Linked DNA regions of Zea mays: all the other regions are linked to region 1. Evidence: chromatin contacts called from public Hi-C data. All regions are on one chromosome and are shown on one strand. Each heading gives the region's core, a stretch centred on a gene start, on an enhancer-like site or on the middle of the called end of the contact. The rest is flanking DNA. Distances are from core to core; before and after follow the strand shown. Region 1 holds the start of LOC100280151. Region 2 holds the start of LOC103654673. Region 3 holds the start of LOC103654660 (Disease resistance protein (TIR-NBS class)). Region 4 holds the start of LOC103654672 (probable protein phosphatase 2C 14).

Region 1 (2,533 bases), core at 14-2,513:
CGCATGATATTAGCATTTAAAAGATACGTGAATACTCTACTAACTATACACTTAAATCTGATAAAATATGTGAAGATCTTGTTCATAATCAAAGGACTAGTGCAATCTGCATTAATTTCGAACAAATTAATGAGTAAATAATAAAACAGGAAGTCACATATTTATAGTAGTGGTTTTCCGTAACATACTACTTGGAAGCAAACCAGAAACATCATGATTTTGTTGTGATTGTGGGCAATGGTGCAGGATTATTCATTTTATTATCAGAAGCTGTCCTGACGAGGCATGCCACAGACCCTCTATCATCTTGGGTAATGCAGCTTGCATAAATGTCCCGGATTCAAAATTAAGCTCAAAAATAAACTGTGACAAGCATGGCACAACCAAGGCTCCTGTCCCAAGCTAAACTTACACAAAAATCATTGTAAATAGTACACAGTGCCCATGTTCTATTAAGACTAAACTCTTCAAACGTCAAAAGCGGCAGCCACATGCACCATCAGTACTCCAAATCCAAACAACATAGACATGGCGACACTCTTTCACGCAACTAGAAGAGCGATTCATCAGAAGAAGAAGAAATGCCTAGACAACAGCACGGCGGAGCTGCATTCGATCGGAAACCCAAAAGTCTTCGCACGTCTCTAAACCTTACCTGACGCCTCCCCTGTTCTCACGCGCCTCTGCGGAGTGTTGGGAAACCGATCCCAAAATAGACCCCCAGGCGGACCAAAAAAAAAAGCGATTCGCCCACCCAAAAACGCCTCCCGGACGAATCCAAAGACCCAGAGAGAGAGAGAAGGAAAAAAAGGAAAAACAGGAGCGAGCTCCTCAGGTGAAATTACCCGCGAGGCTCTCCACAACACGACCCACATTTCGGCACGCAGGAGAGCGGAACGCGAACGCAGAACAGCCACATACCCCTCCAGAAGCTCACCTCGCCGGCGGAGCAGATCGGGCGCTCCCTTCGAGTCCCGTGGTCCCCCCAACTTCGAAGAACCCGATGCAGTGGACAGCCCCGGACCAGTGCCTCCTCTTCGATCCTCCCGCTGGGCTCCTCGGCCGGAAAACTTCCGGCCCCTCCGCCCCCTCCTCTTCCTCCCGCACCGCCCGCCGGAGCCGCGCGGAGCAGCGAAGGAAAAGCGGCGCAAGAAGAGAGAGAGAGGAGAGAGAGGGAGGGAGAAGGCTGGGTCGCTGCGACTCTCCTTGGGGTGAGAGAGACACCAGTCTAGTAGTAGAGTGAGAAAAGAGGAGTGGGTACGACGAGCTGTAGAAGCCTCTCACTGCTGCGTAGGCCCCCTCCAGTGGTAGCCTTGCCCCTGTGAATGATCTCCCCTGGCGCGCCGCGCGTGCGATGCGAATGCGATGGGTTTCACCGCCAGCCAGGGCGATGCCACGGCCAGGCGGCAGCCCCGGCACGTGTTTTTACCTCGCGCCGAGGCGGGGCCCACACAGGCAGAAGCTGGAACCGCGTGCGGTTGAGTACGGGGCGGGCCGCGGGCGACACCACTACCTGTCGCCTCGCGCGTGCCTTTTATTCGCCTGCCCGATTCGCCCCTCGCGGCCGTTAAAGGCCTTCCGCTTCTGCGGCCGCATCGCGGATGCCAGGAAGTGATGGCGCGCCTCGCGCGGATCGGACGGCTGGACTAGGAACAGCCATGCAGCGCCGCGACCCGTACGTACACACGTCCGCAGATCTGGCACTGGCACACCGGCCGCCACGAAACCTAACGTGCACATCGGATCAAGGGGGCAGGAGCTAACCTGTGTTGGATCGCCGGCCCCGACGCGGCGGTGACGGAAGCGTGGAACAGTCGTTATATTGGCACGGGGCTCTCGCCGGCCGCCGGCGAGGTTTTTGGGGTGTAGCGAGTGACGAGACGGCGGGCGAGGGGATGGAAGGAGAGAGCTGCGGGTGCACAAGTGGTATAAGATCGCGACGCCAGTTGCCCAGACCCGCCAAGGCGAAGTGTGACTGTGTGTGAGTAAAAGCAGCCTATTTTTGCTTTCCCGTCCTGCGATTCTTCGGCTAGACTGACGTGTCCTCCCGTTCCTTTCCTAAGGTTATTCTCCTTGGATATTTTTATTCTCGTTAAACAACATGCCACATAATTAATTAAGATAATATAGCATGTAATTTAACGAAGAGAGATGTGAGAGAGTTTCGTAAGAGATGAGAAAGTTTAAACTCTGGATACAATGTTTCCAAGATAAATATTAACATGGCAGCTTTCAAAACAGTGTAACAAAATGATCACTGAGAATGGCCTAAAGGCAAATGGTACAGATCCGTGAAATAAAAAAAATAACATGACGTAACTTAAACAGACAAAACTGGTTTTAGCCGGAGAATATCAGCTTATTATTTTTTAAGTAGCTGAAAATTCGGTTTTCTATAAACTAAAGCATAAACTTGTGTGTTTGGAACCACTCTAATTTCTATAAACCAGTTTCTTAAAAGCTAGGTGGCTCTTCATCAAACAGGCAAGGGAGGGATTTGGTTTCGTAGAATCCATGGGCGGAGGGATTTGGT
Region 2 (2,533 bases), core at 10-2,509, 610 kb after region 1:
AGTGTAATATGTTAATATAATCTTTATTTACGTTCTTATGCATTGTTCTTTTGATATATTACACTTGTGACATCAACATATGTGTGAAAATAGATCCTGGCACACATATGCTATGCATCCGGCTCTACCACCAGAAATGGGTGTGACATGTTGTTGGCCAACTATTTTAATTTATGAAAAGAACCGAGATAAGGCAACACAATTAGAATAACATGGTACTCTCTCCTTTAATAAAGAGAGAATAGATTAAAGTGAGAAGGTTACGATAATTTATAAGTTTATAATGATAGACTGAATTTTTACATCATTACACGAAAAGTTTGCTTCATTATTTGTCTTTTACTTGATTACAAACAAATAATTACAAGAGTACCTTCGAAGAGTACAAAAAATGACGAAGTGCCCAAATATTCTAAAGCTTCGAATGCTATGTAGTTCGAAGTGGCACAAGCGAGTTCTCTGAATCTCTCCGGCACGCCACTTTATATGAGCATTGTACATCTATTTATAGGGATATTCTGACGTACAACTTTATACGAAGTTATAACCCTGACCTCTAAACTTATATAAACAACTATAGAATCTATTAAGGCCATTATTGTCCTTTTCTACCGAAAGAGTGGCGCACACGTCGACAAGTCATTTATTCGTTTTCTTGCCATTCGCTTCGAGCTCGACAACATGCTTCGTCTGCACGTTTAAATCAAAGCTTCTTCTATTCTTCTTTTAACCTGACTTCGATAGACATGAATTGGTTGCTCCTAAAACAAATCATAAAGTGGTTAAAATTAATTGGTTTTGAGGACCTTTGATAAATGCTTACCACCAACATATGTTCTGTTGGTTAGGTCGATATGAATATAGAATTAATAACCAAGATTCAAATCAAATCTTCACTTAAACACAATTTTAATGAAAAGAATAAACACGATCGAGATAAGGAGGAGACACTATGCTGGAACGCGTGGCTGAAAGCTGAATAGCCGAAAGAGGGAAGTAGGAGACGTTCCAAACTCGTGCTAGTGATTTCAGAAAAAACTTATTTTACAATTTTTTTATTTGTAAAATAAGTTTTTTCCTGAATTTTCACGCGAATATGCCCCTAAGACCCTGTCCACTTGCCCTTGCCTTCTCTTGCACAGCTCCCCGCCTGGCGCCTGCCGCCTGTTGACCGGACGCGTGCGTCCGTAGCGTGGCGCACGTACGGAGTACTCGCAGCGACCCCACCCGAAACGAGCCAAAAAGAACCACACCGCACAAGTGCCAAGTGCCAACACCGCCGGAAACCACCTCGTGCTGGCCCATCCCGACATCCCGTCCCGTGCTCCCCTCCCCTCCTCTCGACCACCTCCTCGTCGTCTTCCTCGCCCCCTCCGCCACCTCCGCCCCGGCCTCTCCGCTCCCACCCCCGCGGAAACCCTAACTCCCTCTTGGCACAGGAGGCCTATGACGGAGATTCGCCGCGCGCAAGGAGGGAGTGGATTCGCGACTGCGCAGCCGCTGCCGTCGTCCTAGGGCGCGTCGAGCACTGCCACCCCATTGACGGGCCCATCCCCACGACATCCGCCATGTTCGAGGGCCACGTATGATCTCTTACCCTTCCTCCATGTTTTCCCATTCCTTCAGCACCTTTGATCGTGACCATTTTTGATGCGCGATATGGAGGAAGGCCGCGTGATTGCCTAGTGGACCGATGTGTTGGTTTAGTCGTGGCGTTGTTCTGTCCGGGTTACCAAATCTCTGTGCAGATCATGTTCGTATTTGGGGATAGTTTGGAGGGTTAGAATTCGGTGCGTTGATGATTGACCCTTGGTCGTTTGCGTTATGATCTTCCCTTGAGGAAGAATTGCATGTTGATTTATGGAGGAGCCTCTAAACGGGCAAGTTGTGGACTTTTGGTGCTTATGTATACGTTTGTTCACAATTTTATAGTTCGACTGAATTCCAACTATTGAGGAATCTGTTTACTTTGGTTGAGCAAAATGCCTTATTTCATTTGGCCTACGATCATTTAAGTAGCTCATGACACATTGTCTGTGATGGTTGCATATGGTGATCTGGCAGCAATGTGAAAGTTCATAGCTGCGGCATTTCTTTCTTTTTAAATTGAAATCTCCTAGCCCCTGTTACCTCCCGACAATATGCACTTGTTGCCCTTTAAATTTGGATATTCTTCTTTCGTGATTGCATCTTATTCTCACCAGTGAATGCAGTTTTGAGCATCCACACTATTATGGTGAGAGCTATGTTTTGTGCCATCCTACTGCACTGCTTGGGATTTCATTGTGTCTTTTCTTTTGCGTCATTATGTAAGAAACAATCATGCTGGTAAATAGTGGAGTCGTGAGTAATTCATGAGGTTTTACAGCAACTTTGCTCATTCATGGCAATAGACACGTACCACTTAAATGGTGAATCATGTTATGCACTCTTTCGCTATCTATAATTTCATATCGAATTTCTATTTTTTGTTTTCCTTTTTTTGACTCTTTCATCATTCATCATTTGTGTTAAGTTCTGAGCCATGACATAG
Region 3 (2,533 bases), core at 17-2,516, 590 kb before region 1:
TCTCTACAGTTTCTGCCAGACGTACGTGGGGGGCTCCGTTGGCGGCTGGAAGTGAGCGAGGATGGAAGGGGAGCGTGGCATGGGGGCGACGATGGAAGGCAGGGCTGTGACCTTGCATACAACGGAATCAGGGCGCCGAAGCGAGATCTGCGGGCGTGGCTGGCGGGCGGAATCAGACGGGCGCGACGCGTGGTGTGGGAGAGGGAAATAGGATTTTGGGGGCTGGGAATGCCGGCTGCCGCTGCCGCAGAGGGGGACCTGAGCGGGGGGGGGGGGGGGGGGGGGGGGTGGAGGGCGTTGATGGCGGCTCCGATCACGGCTTCAAGGAGTAGAGCGAAGAGGAGGATGTCGGGGGCAGAATATCACCCTGTAGACGTCTACGCTGCATTCTTAAGAGACAGTAGAGATAAGAAATTTTCTTCAGGTGCGGCTAGAGCCCGCGCCCGCTGTTCCCACAGTCCCACTTCATCCTCTCCCCGGCTCGGCAGCCGCTTCGACGAATTAATTAATCAATCGCTCACACACGACACATGGGAACACGCAGGCGAAGACCGAGAAGCAGCTTGGTAATGGTATCTCACGCACCACGCTAATCTCATTCTAAATCCACCCTGCCCTCGCTAAAACCACTGTAACTGCGGTGCATCTCATCCCCCACACTAGAGATGGCAATGGGTAAATACCCACCGGGTATTAGTACCACATACCCATACCCACAACACAAAAATAACCCCACCGGGTTACCCATATACACTGGCGGGTATGGATTTACCCCCATACCCATACCCATGTGGGTATGGGTCACCCATCGAGTCATCCGTACCCACAAAAATTAAACAACTATCAAAATATTATACTATACAAATGTCAAGTATATCCATATAAATACCATTACAAAATTTTCTAGCATCATTTAACCATCCATTCAACACACCAAAGATAATTGGATAAAGTAGTAACACTATGATAGTACTATATAGCACATTACATGTTCCATTACATGGTCATTAAATTGTTGTTAAATAGTAAAAAAGTTAGATGACTAAAGTCCAAGTTCATGATTCGGATAAGTTTATATTGGGTATTTTATACCCACGGGTTAGCGGGTATGGGTGAAGGCAGAACGTTCTAATACCCGTTTACCCATTGGGTGAAGATTTTTGCCCAATAACAGACCCACGGGTAGAATATTTAGCCCACATACATACCCTAATGGAGTAAATACCCATCGTGTATCGGGTCGTGGGTACCCATTGCCATCTCTACCCCACACCCACTTTCCGCTACAGTTCACTCGTACCTTTTTCCGCTCTCCCCCTCTCCCTGCGCTGGATCCACAAAAGCGGCGGCGGCCCCCTCGCCTGCCTCCGTCCGTCCGTCCAGCCGAGATCCGCGCGCGGAGGCGGACCCCGGGTCGCCGCTCAGTCGTACTGCTCCTCAGATTCGGTTGGTGCGCTTCGCACCCAGATCCAAATCTCATCTCCCCCTCGCCTCGGCTTGCTTGTTTTGCTTGTTGCCTCCCCTGCTGATCCGAACCCACCGTGTTTCCGGTTGCTTTTAGGTGTTTCCTTCTCTTCTTCGGTGACGTCGACGGCGCAGCTTCTGCCATCGCCGGCCTTCCACTCGTCACCGAGCCCCCCCCCCCCCCCCCCGCCGCCGCTCCGGCTCCAGGTTCTTCATCCTCGGTTCTGGTTATCTATCCGTATCATCGAATGACGCCGCTGTTATCATGCTCTCTCGCATTCATTGCCGTCGCAGCGAAGCGCACAGCTCATAGCAAAAGCAGCAGCCTTTTTGCACTTTACTCCCCCCCCCCCCCCCCCCCCCCCCCCCCCCCCATTCCTCTATTTCTTCGACTGTTTTTTGTTTATTTTTCCCAAGTATTCGATGGGCCATTCCTGCTGATTCATTCTTGTTTGTTTGTCTGCCTTTTCTGGATCGCCGATTTAATACCCCGCTAGCCTGTTGAATCTCACTTACTCCTGTTTGGGTCAGTAGTCATGACGTACTAGTGCCTTGTCTTTTGGCCTGTCCTTTTTGCTGCTCGTACTTCTTTGTCTGTTTCTCCACCGCAAAGATCACTGAAATGCTTGACGTCTCTGTTGTATTGTACCGTCTCCATATCCTGTTCATCAGCAGCATTCTTCTCAGAGAAGGCTACCTTCAATGTGCAGTGCACTATTACTTTCAGGTTACTGAGGGAATCATCTGTTCAACTTCTGCAGATAACGGTTGCGACGTGGATGAGTTGAACTCCAAACGACTCTGAGGGGTGGACAGAGCTCAAAAATGGTTTTATGAAGCTTCAACATGAAACCTCTGATGCCGAGGTGCTGGTCTCGGCAGCATCAAGGAACCTGTCGTCCTCTTCATCAGCATTTGTTTCAGCAAACCAGTCCCCTTTCTTCACGCCACGGTCACTGTCTGCCCGTGTCCCAGAGCACACTGACCCTGAGAACAATTGCTCCTCCAATGGTATTGTGCTGAAAATCAGTGATATACTCTCTGGTGATTCCTTCACACCACAGGAGGA
Region 4 (2,533 bases), core at 19-2,518, 540 kb after region 1:
TTATAGTTGGTTAGCCTATTGCAGAAGGTGGTTGAACTTGTACTTTGAGACCAAATATATATTGCATACTTGATATTATACTATTATTTGAGCTTGTCTTATTGTACTCTTATCTGTTCTTATGAAGATTAGAGGAATGTGTTTGGGGTGAGTAATTTTTTTGTGTTGTTTCCTCTGTCCATGGCCATGGAGGAGCAAAAGAGGCCACCTAGCTCGAAGATAGCGCCAGTGTCCATGAAGGCGTCCTCCGCAAATGCGACACTTCAAGGCATGAAGAACAGAAACCATTTTCGAAGGGACGGGAAAACTGCACTGCAACAAGACGTGTGTGTATTGTTCTACCTGGTGTTTAGTCGTAAGCCTATTGCATTTCTGTTGAGGACGTTCAGCGTTTTCGATTTTGTCTTACAGGTGGACAAGCTGAGGAAGAAGTTGTGGCACGAGAAGAACGTCCACTGAGCTCTAAAGCAGACGTTCGCGAGGCCGCTCTGCCTCGCCTCCCTATTGTCTCAAGTCAATGTCCTTCTTTGCTTTTCGATCAATTTCACAGGCAAGAAGCAACCTAACCAATAATTTGTTGCCCTTCCGAAGGACTCGATACACTTTCTGATTTCTGCCTCTCCTGAATTGTTCCTAGACATTGGAGCTTCTGGCCCCGTTGCAAGTGGAAAATCCTTGTACTTAAATGTTGCAATGTAGTGGTCCCGTTGCAACGCACGACACTCACCTAGTTTACTTAATAAAATAATCTATTCGGTTTGAAATTTGATATTTCATCACTTTCTAAAGTTTAGATATAAGCCTAGCTTAATTTTACGAGGTGGAGTATGGAAAATGATTTAATGTATCAGTAGAATATATTTCTACTCTACAATTTATAGGATGCTCTTCAGCCAACTTCTCTGTAGTAAAAATGTAGCATATTTGACATTTATAAATAGTAGTATATAAATATATTTTACATAAAACCGTATCAGTTTAATTGATATGTGTATAAATTATTATTATTAGAATGTAATTTAATTCCAAGTATCCAAACGGCATATTAATGATGTTACTATATGTGAAAGTGAACTTGTCGCTTTAGCAGCCTGTTTAATTCATGATGGCTTATGTTTTCTCTCTGGAAAATAGAGGAAAAACATAGAAAAATCGTTTGGTTTGGGGTCCGACACGACACGAAGTTTAGTCAACTTCGCGTCTCTTTCTCGTGCTTCTCTATTCGCCGTTTTAATGTCCCGTCCCCCTATCGGCCACCACTTCCCCCTCCCCTCCAACGGCGAGAGATCGAATATTAAGCACCGCCGCCGGCCTCGTTCTCCTCTCGTCCTCTGGGCTAGATTAGCCGGTTAATCAATCAATCGATTCGTTGTTGCTAAGAGCCTTTTTAAGTATGGGATTACGCAGGTTTCTTGTTTCCTAACCACCACTTCTGTACTAGTACTATACTATACCAATCCATGGATAGAGACAGACAGAGGGGTTGGGTTTTGGTTGCGCTGCTTGACTCGCCCCGTGCCCGTGTTCTTGCTGCCCTTTTCAGGCATATATAACATTCCTCTTTTTACACTACATCCATCCCCGCTTGATTAGCGGCAGCCACTCTCTCCCTCTCCACTCTTGGTGTCCGAGTCCCTTGGCCGTACGCTCTGCCTCACTCCTCCGTTTCTTGCTTCTCCTGCCGCCGGCGTCGGAGAGCGAGCTTCTCGGCGGGCGGCGGCGGCGCGCGGCGCCGGGTGCGGATCGGCCGCGGGTGCATGGTGGAAGCCGCCGCCGGGCGCCGGTCAGGCACCAGCCGTCGGCGGCCTAGCGGCAGCGGAGGGGAGCACCAGCGCCTGGTTGCGCTCGCCGTCGCCGCGCGCGTCGCCATGGTCAGCACCCGGTCTGCGGGTCCAGCAGTGGCGGGAGGAGATGGAGCGGGAGCTGCTGGAACAGGCGCCGGCCCCGCTGCCGGTAGAGGACGATGCATGGAGGACTTCTTCGACTGCCTCCTCGGCTTGCTCGGCGCGTTAGGCATGACATGGGCTACGGCGCGGCCCCAGCGGCAGCCGCTCCCGCCGCTGCCTCGCGGGGTTGGGGCGGGGCCTGAGCCAACCGACGCCCGGCGTTTCGCAGCGGCGCTCAGGGCCACCCCCGGCCGGATCGCTGGCAATGGCGCCTGCGCCGTCGCGTCACTGTACACGCTGCAGGGCAAGAAGGGCGTCAACCAGGATGCTATGATCTTCTGGGAGGTAAAGGAGAAAAAAGAACCATCTTTTCCCTGCTTTCTTGTCTGTACTTCTCACACATCTTGTGCTGTGAGATTCTTGATGTACTTTTCCCCACTGTTCTTGATCAGATCTCCCCAAGATCTAAGCAACCTTGTTCTTACTCCGGATTAGTTTGCCTGACATATCCTGTGTTCCAGATTTTTTATTCGACGGAGAAGTTCAGATTCAGATTTTACTCTTCTGTAATTTGATCTTAATGCAAGCCTCAGGGAATTGTTTGTTTTATCTTTGGCCACAGCTTATGCATGTTCTTATCGCAACAT

Evidence for each region. Hi-C and Micro-C count contacts between places; a contact is called where the count stands out from the background.
Region 2: a Hi-C map of leaf shows a contact between it and region 1, with 2.3 times the contacts expected there. The contact joins the promoter of LOC103654673 here to the promoter of LOC100280151 in region 1. A contact is called at or near these places in 3 of 25 Hi-C or Micro-C datasets (ear, leaf and tassel).
Region 3: a Hi-C map of endosperm shows a contact between it and region 1, with 3 times the contacts expected there. The contact joins the promoter of LOC103654660 here to the promoter of LOC100280151 in region 1. A contact is called at or near these places in 2 of 25 Hi-C or Micro-C datasets (ear and endosperm).
Region 4: a contact with region 1 is called in a Hi-C map of tassel, with 2.0 times the contacts expected there. The contact joins the promoter of LOC103654672 here to the promoter of LOC100280151 in region 1. A contact is called at or near these places in 5 of 25 Hi-C or Micro-C datasets (bundle sheath, ear, endosperm and 2 more).

Annotation. Positions count from the first base shown.
Region 1 is chr4:225,228,489-225,231,021 of Zm-B73-REFERENCE-NAM-5.0, forward strand. LOC100280151 reads right to left here and starts at 1,264. Exons shown (of 18, transcript NM_001320528.1): 1 at 938-1,264.
Region 2 is chr4:225,839,828-225,842,360 of Zm-B73-REFERENCE-NAM-5.0, forward strand. It overlaps LOC103654673, which reads left to right and starts at 1,260. Exons shown (of 65, transcript XM_020552861.2): 1 at 1,260-1,583. The coding sequence starts at 1,569.
Region 3 is chr4:224,636,140-224,638,672 of Zm-B73-REFERENCE-NAM-5.0, forward strand. LOC103654660 (Disease resistance protein (TIR-NBS class)) reads left to right here and starts at 1,267. Exons shown (of 4, transcript XR_004857968.1): 1 at 1,267-1,446; 2 at 1,562-1,671; 3 at 2,226-2,533.
Region 4 is chr4:225,768,817-225,771,349 of Zm-B73-REFERENCE-NAM-5.0, forward strand. LOC103654672 (probable protein phosphatase 2C 14) reads left to right here and starts at 1,269. Exons shown (of 5, transcript XM_008681516.4): 1 at 1,269-2,231. The coding sequence starts at 1,758.